Linked DNA regions of Capra hircus: region 1 is linked to region 2. A link is a contact called in public Hi-C data. All regions are on one chromosome and are shown on one strand. The core of a region is the stretch at or near the end of the contact, and the rest is flanking DNA. Distances in the headings are between cores, read along the strand shown.

The links. A called contact is a pair of places that touch in the nucleus more often than the background predicts.
Region 1: a Hi-C map of blood shows a contact between it and region 2, with 4 times the contacts expected there. The contact joins two enhancer-like sites. A contact is called at or near these places in 2 of 5 Hi-C or Micro-C datasets (blood and liver).

The regions. Positions count from the first base shown.
Region 1 is chr19:23,367,153-23,372,623 of ARS1.2, forward strand. PAFAH1B1 (platelet-activating factor acetylhydrolase IB subunit alpha) reads left to right here. Exons shown (of 12, transcript XM_018064414.1): 12 at 1-861. Among named protein-coding and RNA genes, the nearest start is that of CLUH, 25 kb to the right of the region's middle. Within about 2 kb of position 1,644, at least 2 of the 5 cell types and tissues checked have an H3K27ac peak or open chromatin away from gene starts, as enhancers often do.
Region 2 is chr19:23,167,559-23,173,695 of ARS1.2, forward strand. It overlaps METTL16 (methyltransferase-like protein 16), which reads right to left. Exons shown (of 10, transcript XM_005693325.3): 10 at 4,807-6,137. Among named protein-coding and RNA genes, the nearest start is that of MNT, 8.3 kb to the left of the region's middle. Within about 2 kb of position 4,328, at least 1 of the 5 cell types and tissues checked has an H3K27ac peak or open chromatin away from gene starts, as enhancers often do.

The sequences.
Region 1 (5,471 bases), core at 394-2,893, 200 kb after region 2:
TCCTCCGGGCTGCGGGCGCTCGCTGTCGTCTCCCCGGAAGCTTTGGCTCTAGGTCACCAAGCCCAGTCTCCTTACTGTCAGTGCCCTGCTCTCCTGTTTGCCTCTTTCTGTTTCTATGTGAACTTCCAGATAATATCACTCATTAAATAGTTTTTTTTTTTAATTTATTTAAAGAAAAACTATTTAGAAGAATATTTCGTTTTGTTGACAGTGGTGGCTTGATAATCCTTAAGCAACTGAAAATAAAATTGTCGAAGGAAACAGCACTGAAAAGATAGTTTATTCTCTGTCCAGCTGTATATAAATCCAGTATGTTAACTAATCTAGGTGATGCAAAGAAGAATCACCTGGTAAGAGAAGCAACATGTACAAAATCGGTGAAAAAGGTTTCAGTCTTTTCCAGTGGGGTGGGGGGAGGGCAAGCTGGATTTACAAGTCACAACTGGACTGAACTGGCCTTTTAATCTTTCCACTCTATCATGTAAGTAGCTGCTTTCTTGTCCTGCCTATACTTCAGGCGTCCCTAAAGCTCACTCTGAAGATGGTAGAAACACACACACAATCTTCGAGTTTAGAAGTTGATCCCGACACTGACATGAAGGCGAACGTTGATTTCATGCGAACGAACAGTTACAGAGGTGGTGATTGGAGAAAACCGTTCCCCAGATTGTAAGAGTTAACTGAAGATATTGACACAATTAAAAAAAAAATCAGTAAAGGAATGTATATAATATTGCTCTTGTGTTTTACAGTAAGATTTGTTGCTCTCAGACTGTGTAAAACAAGATTTATTCATGTTTTCTGCATATTAAAAAAATCTTATTGTACCAATTGGTAAACTATTAAATGCCTATAAAACTAGATGTGATTTTTATTTTTCCGGTCTTTCTGTGCACAGATTAAAAACCTTTTAAATTGAGTCCCAGTAGGAAGCAGGGTTGTGTTCAGCACCAGTCACAGGGAGAGTAAAAAGCAAGCTGCTGGCAGGGCAGCAGGGCCTTGCCTTAGGACGGAGCCAGCTCTGCCTTTGCTGTCTGCCTCCTCCACCCGCTTTGTGGGAGAGAGCTAGGCGTGCAGCTGCAGCGGCTCGCACAACCCATTGGGTTGAGCAGTTTCAGGCCATTTTCTAAGGCTCTGCCCTTCCCTCCAGCAGCTGTTTCTGACTGGCTACAGCTGAGGCCAGGAAGGACATTTTAAAACCCCCTTGCAAGGATTTGGTCCTGGAGTGGCGGTCAGGGCCCCCGGGGAGAAGTGACTCGACTGCCTTTTGCTTGCTAATGAGTGGGCCTTTTTATTCTGTCCAGTGGTCTTGGATTCTTGGAGATAACTAGTTAAGTTGCTCAGTTGTGTCCACTCTTTGTGACCCCATGGACTGAAGCACACCAGGCTTCCCTGTCCTTCACCATGTCCTGGAGTTTGTTCAAACTCCTGGCCATTGAGTGGGTGATGTCATCCAACCATTTCATCCTCTGTAACCCCCTCCTCCTGCCCTCAATCTTTCCCAGCATGAGGGTCTATTCTAATGCTGTTTAAGTTTGGTCGAAATGTACCAAGAATCCCCACCCTTTCCCCCAGATGCCCCACGGCTTTCTATGCGCTGTCTTTTCATCCCTGTGCTACTGCCCAGCTAGCATCCATAGTGTCTAGGGCACCTGCGAGGTCTCAGCAAAGGACAAGTTGGTGATGTAGTGGCTTCTTACACCCCAGCTGTCATCTTGCCTTTTAGGAAAGTGGCTTCTTTACCCCCCGCTCCTCCAAATGAGAGGCTGGGCCAAGAGCACCAAGAACTTTGCTCGAAGATAAGAGTTTCCTGGGTTTTGCAGCTTTTCAACTTCCTCACAGGGTTCTTTTCCCCTAGTCAGATTCAGATGAGCCTGACCACATTCCCTCAAGGTGGAGTTCCAGCTTGAGTGTCACTATCCTGAAGTGCACTTAGCTGTTCAGAACCTACTGGTTTGTCACACACCAAGCTTAACAAGACTGATGGTTGCGTGTGTTCCTGACAGGGTGAGGTCAGGAAGATCTGGTGGAGAACTGGTGCTGTATCCTGGGTGTGGCAGCTCTGTCCCTTAGTCTGGTGAACCTTGTCTTGCGAATAGATGGGCAATTCACTGCTGAGGAAAGTGACTCTGCGCTCCCCATTCCAGTGTCACCTGGGACCTCATCACAAATGCAAGTTCTCAGGCTCCAGCTTAGACCTGCTATATCCGAGACGGTGCATGGGTACACGCTTCATCGCTTCCGTTGTGTGACTCTGCAGCCCTCTAGACAGGTGTGGTGGTGGTGTGTGTATGTGTGCTCAGTTGTGCCCAACTCTGCAACCCCATGGACTATATAGCCCGCCAGGCTCCTGTGTCCGTGGGATTTTCCGAGCAAGAATAATGGAGTGGGCTGCCGTATCCTCCAGGGGATCTTCCCAATCCAGGGATTGGACTCGGGTCTCTTGCATCTTCTGCGTTGGCAGGCAGGTTCTTTACCACTGTGCCACCTGGGAAGCCAATGGACAGGTGAGATCCAGCAAATCTACTGTAACCATCCAGATGATTCTGATTCTGCTAAGTTTGAGAACCACTGATCTAAATGGCTGAACGACATTTTCATTGAAGAAAACATTAAGACAAGTCACTGGTGGTCCATGGGCCCTCCAGCTGGGGTTTGAACTCAGACCTCTTTTTCACTGACGGTTTGACACATGGGCTTGTTCCTTTGTATTTTTTTTCTTCCCATTCCCATCTCCAGTTTATTATTTCTTATGTAAACACGGGATAATTATATTCAAGGAAAAAGGGCAAGGATTTTCTCTTACACCAAAGTAAAGAACTGCTTTTCCAAGATCTTTTATACATAAATCCAGTAAATGAAGCGGCTGAATGGAAACACTTCATTTTTTCCTCACCATATCAGAAACATAACTAAAAGTGAATTTTTGAGTGAATAAGTTCAACACTTTGCCATACTCACAGTTAAAGACTGCATTTTCCTGAAACTGTTTAGACATATCATGCAGACACTCCTAGGAATGTTTTGAGATCACTCTTACTAAGAATAAAAAACCATTACTTTCTCAAAACACTTTGTCATCATCCCCACTGGGTCACCAGTCCTCTGAAGTGACGATATCCAAAATTTGAATGCCTGTCAGGTGTCAACACTTCTCAACACATCCTCTTCCTCACATAGACCTCCCCCTGCTGGTGGATATTAGCACATTTTTACCTACAAGAAAACAGGCTCACTTAGGGTGAGGCCATACACGTGCGAAGGGTATGGAGCTGGAGCTAATTAAAAAGTGAACTAGGACTTGAACCCAAATGCTAGCTCTTTCCCTTAACTGGTTATGCTTAGATTAAGCATAAGCATCTAATTAACTAAGTGTAGGGAGGGCCTTCTGACATCTTTCAAACAAACATTCTTTAACCTACTTTTAGTAATACAGGAAAGACTCTCATCCCACCCACCCCTGAGGCCCTCTCTGTCACCATACAGCCAACTCCACTGTGGGGTGACCATTAGGAATGGGGTAGGTAGAGGCTGGGAATCGATAACAACTTGCCCACACTGGCAACACAGAAAGGCTCCTCATTCATTCTATCCGAAATGACTATTCTTAGGGTAACTGTGCCCTGAATGGCCTGCATCTCAGTGAGTTCTTTAATCAATGGATTTGCCTGTTTAATGTAGTTTCCATTTGAGGAGGCCCCCTGGTCCTCTATAATGTATCCTGATCATGCATGCCTTGTTTGATTGCTAGTGTTGATTGCTTCCAGTAGGGACCAGAAAATACTCAGGCCACATCAGGATACCTTATTCTCACCTTTAGGCTAAGTAGGAATTACTCAACTAAGTCTACCAGTTCTCACAATATTCACATTTGAAATGAAAATGATGCCACTGACAGGGGCTTAGTTTCCAAAATTTACAGTTCATACAACTCAATTACATAAAAACCAAACAACCCAATCAAAACAGGGGCATAAGAACTAAATAGACAGTTTCCCACATACAGATGGCCAACAAGCATATGAAAAGATACTCAACAAAGTTAATAGAAATGCAAATCAAAACTATAATCACTTCACACTGGTCAAAATGGCCATCATTAAAAGATTACCGGGACTTCCCTGGTGGTACAATGGTTAAGAATCCGCCTTGCAACACAGGGGATGCTGATTCCATCCCTAGATGCTAAGTCACTTCAGTCATGTCTGACTCTGTGTGACCCCAGAGACAGCAGCCCACCAGGCTCCCCCATCCCTGGGATTCTCCAGGCAAGAACACTGGAGTGGGGTGCCATTGCCTTCTCCGTCGATCCCTAGAGGGGGAACTAATATCCCACATGCCGAGGGGCTACTAAGCCACAACTAGAAGGTCTGTGTGCCACAATGAAAGATCCCATGTGACACAGTGAAGATCCTGTGCATTGCAACTAAGACCTGATGCAGCCAAATAAATAAATAAGATTAAAAGAATAAATGTTGGAGAGGGCGTGGAGAAAAGGAAAAAAACCCCATGCTATTAGTGGGAATGTAAATTGGTGCAGCTAGTATGGAAAACAGCAGGGTGGTTCCTTAAAAGGTAAAACAGTTGCCACAAAATCCAGCAGATACCATATATCTCTTGTGTGTGGAATCTAAAATACAACACAAATGAACTTATTTACAAAACAGAAATGGACTCAGACATAGAAAACAAAGGTTTCCAAAGGGAAAGGGGGTGGGAGAGGAATAAATCAGGAGCTTGGGATTAGCAGATACAAACTATCATAAATAAAATACATGAACAGCAAGGTCCTATTGGCATCTTCTCGACCCAGCAATGGAACCCAGGTATCCTGCATTGCCAGCAGATTCAGAGCCACCAGGGAAGCCCCCACTGTGTAGCACAGGGAGCTATATATTTGATATCCTTAATAAACCATAAGGGAAAAGAATATGAAAAATACATAGATCTATCTATGCATAAGTCACTTTGTTGTACACCAGATAGACAACATTGTATTAATAAATCAACTATACTTCAATTGAGAAAAAACAAACAGGTCTTCCTGGTGATCTAGTGGTTAAGACTCCACCCCTCCTCTGTAGGAAGCACGGGTTTGATCCCTGGGGAGTTCTCCATGGAGCTTGGTGCGGCCAAAAATAACTGAGTTTGGAGGACAGGAGTGAGTGGAGACAGATGATAGAACTTAATAACAAGTCTTTTAAAACTACTTTTTAAGTTGCAAAAGTTAACACCATGTTAAAAGAAATGCAACCAGGGAAGGACAGGACAGCAGAAAGTGCAAGGCCAGCCTGGGGGCCACGAGGAGGCGCAGGTGGGCGTGGCTCACACACCTTCAACCTCATCTCCATGAAGACCTGCATGCCAGTTCTCACACTAACCCTTCCTGGATGCCACTGTTCACCCTGTCGTGAAACATCGAACCCTATCAACCAATAGGAGAAAGCGTAGATTTCACACCTCTCCGTCTT
Region 2 (6,137 bases), core at 3,078-5,577:
CAAAGTGGCTGGCAAGCAAGCTATGCAGCTAGAGAGATGGGGGCTGTGAATGACTAGGAAAGGAGGAAACGGATCAGAGTGGAAAGACAGATGGGAAAGGTCGAGGACTTTGGTTACTCCTTTGAAGCAAGAAAAAAAGAGGCAGCTTCATGAAAGTAAGTTAATTCAGGTCATGGGAGTGAGATTGGGCAAAGTTATTAGTAAAGACAGGCGGAGTTTTTGCCATGTGAGTCAAGAGCCAGCTGGACCCAAAGGTTCCTCCCAGGGCAGAGGGGCTGGAATGCAATCAGCGCCCCACACAAAGGACTCTAGGTCTAGGTCTCAGCCAATCCCAGCTCATAGATAAACGCAAGGCTGCAGATCAAGTCTTTAAAACCCAAGGTATCAGCTGCCTGCACTAGTGACTGGTGCCCCTCAAGCCAGAAGAGGGTGTGAGGCCTGCAGCAGTGGCCTCTTACTGGCTGGACCACCCTGATCCAGGGTGCAGCTCCATGCCCACCATAGGATTTCTTACCAAGGGTCCAGGGCCCATCAGGAGAGTCTACATGGGGCAGTGCTGGGGACACCCTACACTCTCCAGGAGCCATATTCCAGCCAGTGACTCCTCCCACTTTGAGGCTGGAGGCTGGGATAGGACAGACTCAACCTGTTCCCCAGCCCCCAGCCGCTTGAGTCCGGGTTCCCATCAGACACCTCACAGGGCAGGCAGGGCTAGAGCTCACCAGCCACCTCTCAGAAGAGTTACTCTGTGGTAACTCTAAACCGTTCACTAAACACAGTTAGGTCCTTAAAACTTTCACCACACACCAACATAAACGCAAAACGTCAAAGGAGCCAAAATAAAATACAGGCAAACATATTTTGGCTCCAAGGGTGGTGAAAGAGGTATCTACCCATAAAGGCAAAGAGAATATGAAAGGAACAGTTTGACACACTTGATTATATAAACTTTTCTAAAAGCTCCTTGACTGTAAAAACAAAACCACCATAAACAAAAGGAAAAGGTAAATGACAAAACGGGGGAAGATGCTGGCAAGCTGTGCCTCCTTAATGTCAGTAATAAAATGAACACCTGGGTAGAGAAGAGAACATAGGACATGATTTAAGATTCATGAAACACAAACTACATGAACATAAATATATACAGGAAGATGTTTGGCCTTGCAAATACCAAAATAAAACAATGAAAATATTCTTGCCAATCAGTTGATAAAGGATTTTTAAAAATTAGCCTTCTGGTGCTACCAAATGTGTGGCAAAGACAAGAAATGGTAAAGGAGAACAGCTTTTTCAGTGAGCAAATTGGTAATATACAGAAAAGCTGTTAAAAGCACATTCTCTCTTCTGCTTCAGTAATTCTTACACAAATTTATCCTAAAGCAGGAAGAACACACACAAACATTTCTGTACAAAGATATTCACTAAAGCATTATGTACAAAAGTGAAAACCAGAAAATCTCGATTTCCAATAAGGAACAACTGGTTTCATGAAGTGCCGCTCACAATACGGCATGTGAAGAAAACAGGATATAAACCAAAATATTACTGGTGCTTGTCTTCGGGCAGTGCAACCTCTGGTAACTTTTATTTTCACAAGTTTTATGACACACAGATTAATTTTATAACCAGAAGAAATTTATCACAACATATTGTTGAATGAAAACATTTATAAAACAGTAACACAGACCGTTGATTCTACATTTGCTGCTTAAAAATATATATGTATATAAAAATACTAAGATAACAAAATGTAAAATTCCATTTGAGTAGTGAACTGTAAACTTTTATTCCTTCTTTTCTAAATATCTTCTAATGAAAACATTGCTTTTGTAAAATGAAATTATGTTAAGGGGGGAAAGTTCTGGCATGCTTGACCAGCAAGAGCCTCACACGAGTCTTGACCTCAACTAACTTGACCTGGGGTGCTGGGTCTACTTCCCATCCTGGTTTCCTTCCTGTTTCTTCACTCCTCTCCCCAGCCCCTCCCCAACCTGCTGTTCCTGCTGCTTAATTCTGAAACCCTCCAGAAACGGTTCAGGCTACCCTCACAGTCCAGGCGAGAGACGCAGAAGGCCACTAAGGTGGTGGTGGCACCAGGGTTGGAAGAAGAGGCTGGGCTGGAATTGGGAGGATCTTTCTCAGGTGGAAGATTTTTAGACCCTAGTGGTGAAGGAGAGGGAGGAGCAGAGATTTCTATTCTGGACAGCGGGCTGAATGTGGTGGAGAGTACTGGAGACGCAGGTGCAGATCAGTTGAGTTAGCACAGCCATGGTCCTGGGGGTGATGTCCAATAGGAGGTGAGGCATGTGGAGGGTGAAAGTTTAGGAAAGGCCTAGATTTGTGTGTGAAGAATGCAGGAGTGAGCAGTATAAAGTCACAGAGTGGATAAGGTTGGCCAAGAGTGAGAGAAAAGCACAAACCAGGCCCATGGCTACTGGAATCTTTGGGATTCTCCCTGTTAAGAGGTGAGAACTCTTTAAGAGGTGGGAGGCAGCAACCAGACTTCAGTGGCTGAAATAAATGAGTTAGGAGAGTGGAGGCAGCAAATATTTAGGTAACTTCTAGCAGCTGGTGGTAGGAGAGGCCACAAACTGATGGTCGACCAGGTTTTTGTAGAATACTGAATTTGTTGTAAAGATTTACCGTCAAGTAAACTTCTTATAGCTCCTCTCGGCTGCGCTTAGTGAGCCGGCTCGCAGCTGCCTGCGCCAGACTTCAGCAATACGTGAACCGTGAACTCCCTGATGTTCAAGCCGGTTTTAGAAAAGGCAGAGGAACCAGAGATCAAATTGCCAACATCTGCTGGATCATAGAAAAAGCAAGAGAGTTCCAGAAAAACATCTATTTCTGCTTTATTGACTATGCCAAAGCCTTTGACTGTGTGGATCACAATAAACTGCGGAAAATTCTGAAAGAGATGGGAATACCAGACCACCTAACCTGCCTCTTGAGAAATCTGTATGCAGGTCAGGAAGCAACAGTTAGAACTGGACATGGAACAACAGACTGGTTCCAAATAGGAAAAGGAGTACGTCAAGGCTGTATATTGTCACCATGCTTCTTTAACTTATATGCAGAGTACATCATGAGAAACGCTGGACTGGAAGAAACACAAGCTGGAATCAAGATTTCCAGGAGAAATATCAATAACCTCAGATATGCAGATGACACCACCCTTATGGCAGAAAGTGAAGAGGAGCTAAAAAGCCTCTTGATGAAAGTGAAACAGGAGAGTGAAAAAGTTGGCTTAAAGCTCAACATTCAGAAAACGAAAATCATGGCATCTGGTCCCATCACTTCATGGGAAATAGATGGGGAAACAGTGGAAACAGTGTCAGACTTTATTTTTTTGGGCTCCAAAATCACTGCAGATGGTGACTGCAGCCATGAAATTAAAAGACGCTTACTCCTTGGAAGAAAAGTTATGACCAACCTAGATAGCATATTCAAAAGCAGAGACATTACTTTGCCGACTATGGTTTTTCCTGTGGTCATGTATGGATTTGAGAGCTGGACTGTGAAGGCGGCTGAGTACCGAAGAATTGATGCTTTTGAACTGTGGTGTAGGAGAAGACTCTTGAGAGTCCCTTGGACTGCAAGGAGATCCAACCAGTCCACTCTGAAGATCAACCCTGGGATTTCTTTGGAAGGAATGATGCTTAAGCTGAAGCTCCAGTACTTTGGACACCTCATGAGAAGAGTTGACTCACTGGAAAAGACTCTGATGCTGGGAGGGATTGGGGGCAGGAGGAGAAGGGGGCGACCCAGGATGAGATGGCTGGATGGCATCATGGACTCGATGGACGTGAGTCTGAGTGAACTCCAGGAGATGGCGATGGACAGGGAGGCCTGCCGTGCTGCGATTCATGGGGTCGCAGAAAGTCGGACACGACTGAGCGACTGAACTGAACTGAAACTTCTCATAAGTCTGGATTTCCGGCTTTCCTCAAGAAATAAGACCCAGCATCACTGGGTAGCTACTTCTGCTCGGCAGTAACCAGCAGGCATCAAACACAAGTGACTTGAGAGCAGCAGTGCCCCACCAGTGGGAGTGGGAGCTCCAGCCCTTCTTGTCTGGCCCCTGGGGTAGAAGATGAGGAAATACTTCCCTTTGGGAATGAAAGTGTCCATTAATAAAACAGAGGCCAGCGTTTGCTCCAGAAGCCCCACATCTACCCCTCTGAAGGCAAACCCTGGGACAAAGAGACTTCAATTAGGGATCCTGACCAGACTGGGAATGCCCACTTCCCAGCAAGAGACAGGGAGCCACTGGCATCACACACAGGGGGGGCAGGTTACCCACTGTCCCAGGCTCAGCAGTGCTCGCAGGGCAGCTTCCCCTGGGGGCAGGCTGGCTGCTGGAGCTGGCCAAGGATCCCCCAGCTGGGAATTTCTTGGCTCCGTTTCCTCCACTCTCAGCCACACTCCTTGAATTCCCACCAGATGGCAGGCAGCCTTTCCTTTTCTCCAGATTCACACGGTCCATTCCCTTACCTGGGGAAGACGACTTGCTATTTTTTACGATGACTGTTACCCTTCTGTAGCAAGATCTGAAAGTCTATCAGTTTTGCTTTCTGTAAGTGAAATATTTGATGCTGCCTAATATTTTTAAAAAAAAATCCTTCTTCCCCTTATTATATAATTATGCGTTGTCAAAGAGTCATTAGCTAATTATCAGTTATTTTACATTGATTCCGATCCAAAGTGTGCTTGCACTAGACTGTGGCTTCACTATCGACTTAATTATCTGTACTACTGCCAAATACAAAATTCTATAAAGACTTGGTAGTGTAAGTTAAGAACTAATTATAAGCAATTTCATTTTATTAAAGCTTGCTCACTGATCAAAGGCTGGAAAATAATATGACCTTCAAATGCTCAAAGGCAGAGTTGGTTAAGACTTATTTTCTCTTTCCTGTGTCGTATTGTCCAAGCTTCCTTCCCTAAAGATGGGTCCACGGAGCCCAGGAGTCCACTTCCATCCTAAGTGTAGCATTCGTGACAGATGGAGATTGGTATGAAACCCGTCTCCTATCTCTGGACCTGAGGTCAAGTCCCTGTAAACAACCTTAGGGCAAGTCATTTAAGGCATTTCTGAGCTGCCACTTCTTTACAAAGCACACAGGGACTCCACGCCTCTTTGCGGGGTTAAGTCAGACAACTGACATAGAGGACTGATAATCAGTATTGGTTGCCTGTTTATCCTCCCACTACACAGCAGTCTGGATTTCTGCTCTCGGTCAGAGTGGCAGTCTATACTTGCACTGACACACTTGAGGTCTTGGCTTTTTCACCTGAGTCCCTTGATAGAAGATGTTCTGACCAGAAAGTGAAAACTCAAGAGAAACTCAGAAGCAATGAGCCTACCCCTTGTTTATGGACTCTTCCAAGGGGCTTTAGTATTCCTCTCACTTAACTGCTGTCACGACTCCTGGAAGTGAGAATCCAGCGCCTTTTGCATGACGAAGTCAAGCCTCAGTGAGAATGACTGACCCTGTAAGTGAACTGGAATGTAGACTCGGGTCTGATGAACTGTGAAGTCTGTGAGCTTCTGTTTTCCAGGCCCCTGCACTTTCTGGCCCACTCCGCGTTCTCTCAGTTCCCTGGCTCCTAATCAGCACCCGTGATCCCCCGCTTCCCTGAAGACAGCCTGGAGTCCCCAAAGGTTCTGCCAGGCTGGGAGAGGAGCAGAGAAAAGGCTGCACCTCAGAGACCATTCAGAGGTGCAAGGCCTTCAGTCACAACATGGTCCCCTGGAGTAAAAGCAAAGCCTCCAAAAGGCAGCATTAGCCATTCCGAAAGGCAGCATTAGCTGTTCCAACCAGCAATTAAAAAAATAAACTGCTGTTTTAGTCATTTGGGTGAGTCACAGCAGAGGATCTGAATGTCTTTGCAGAGCAGAGCAGGAACCCTCTGGTATGTGTGTGAGGTCCCACTGCTTGCAGGGTGAGCCCCCCGCAGCCTTCCTTAATACGGTGCTGGCACAAGCACCAAGAGGTTTGTACCCGGAAGCATGAGACGGTTCAAGACCATCAACGCCCTGCTCCAGGAGGCAGAGGCCAATCCATCCTCACTAGTAAGCCTCCTCTGGGTTTTTACTGGGCTTAATGCCCATTCAGCAAACTGATTCTCCTGAG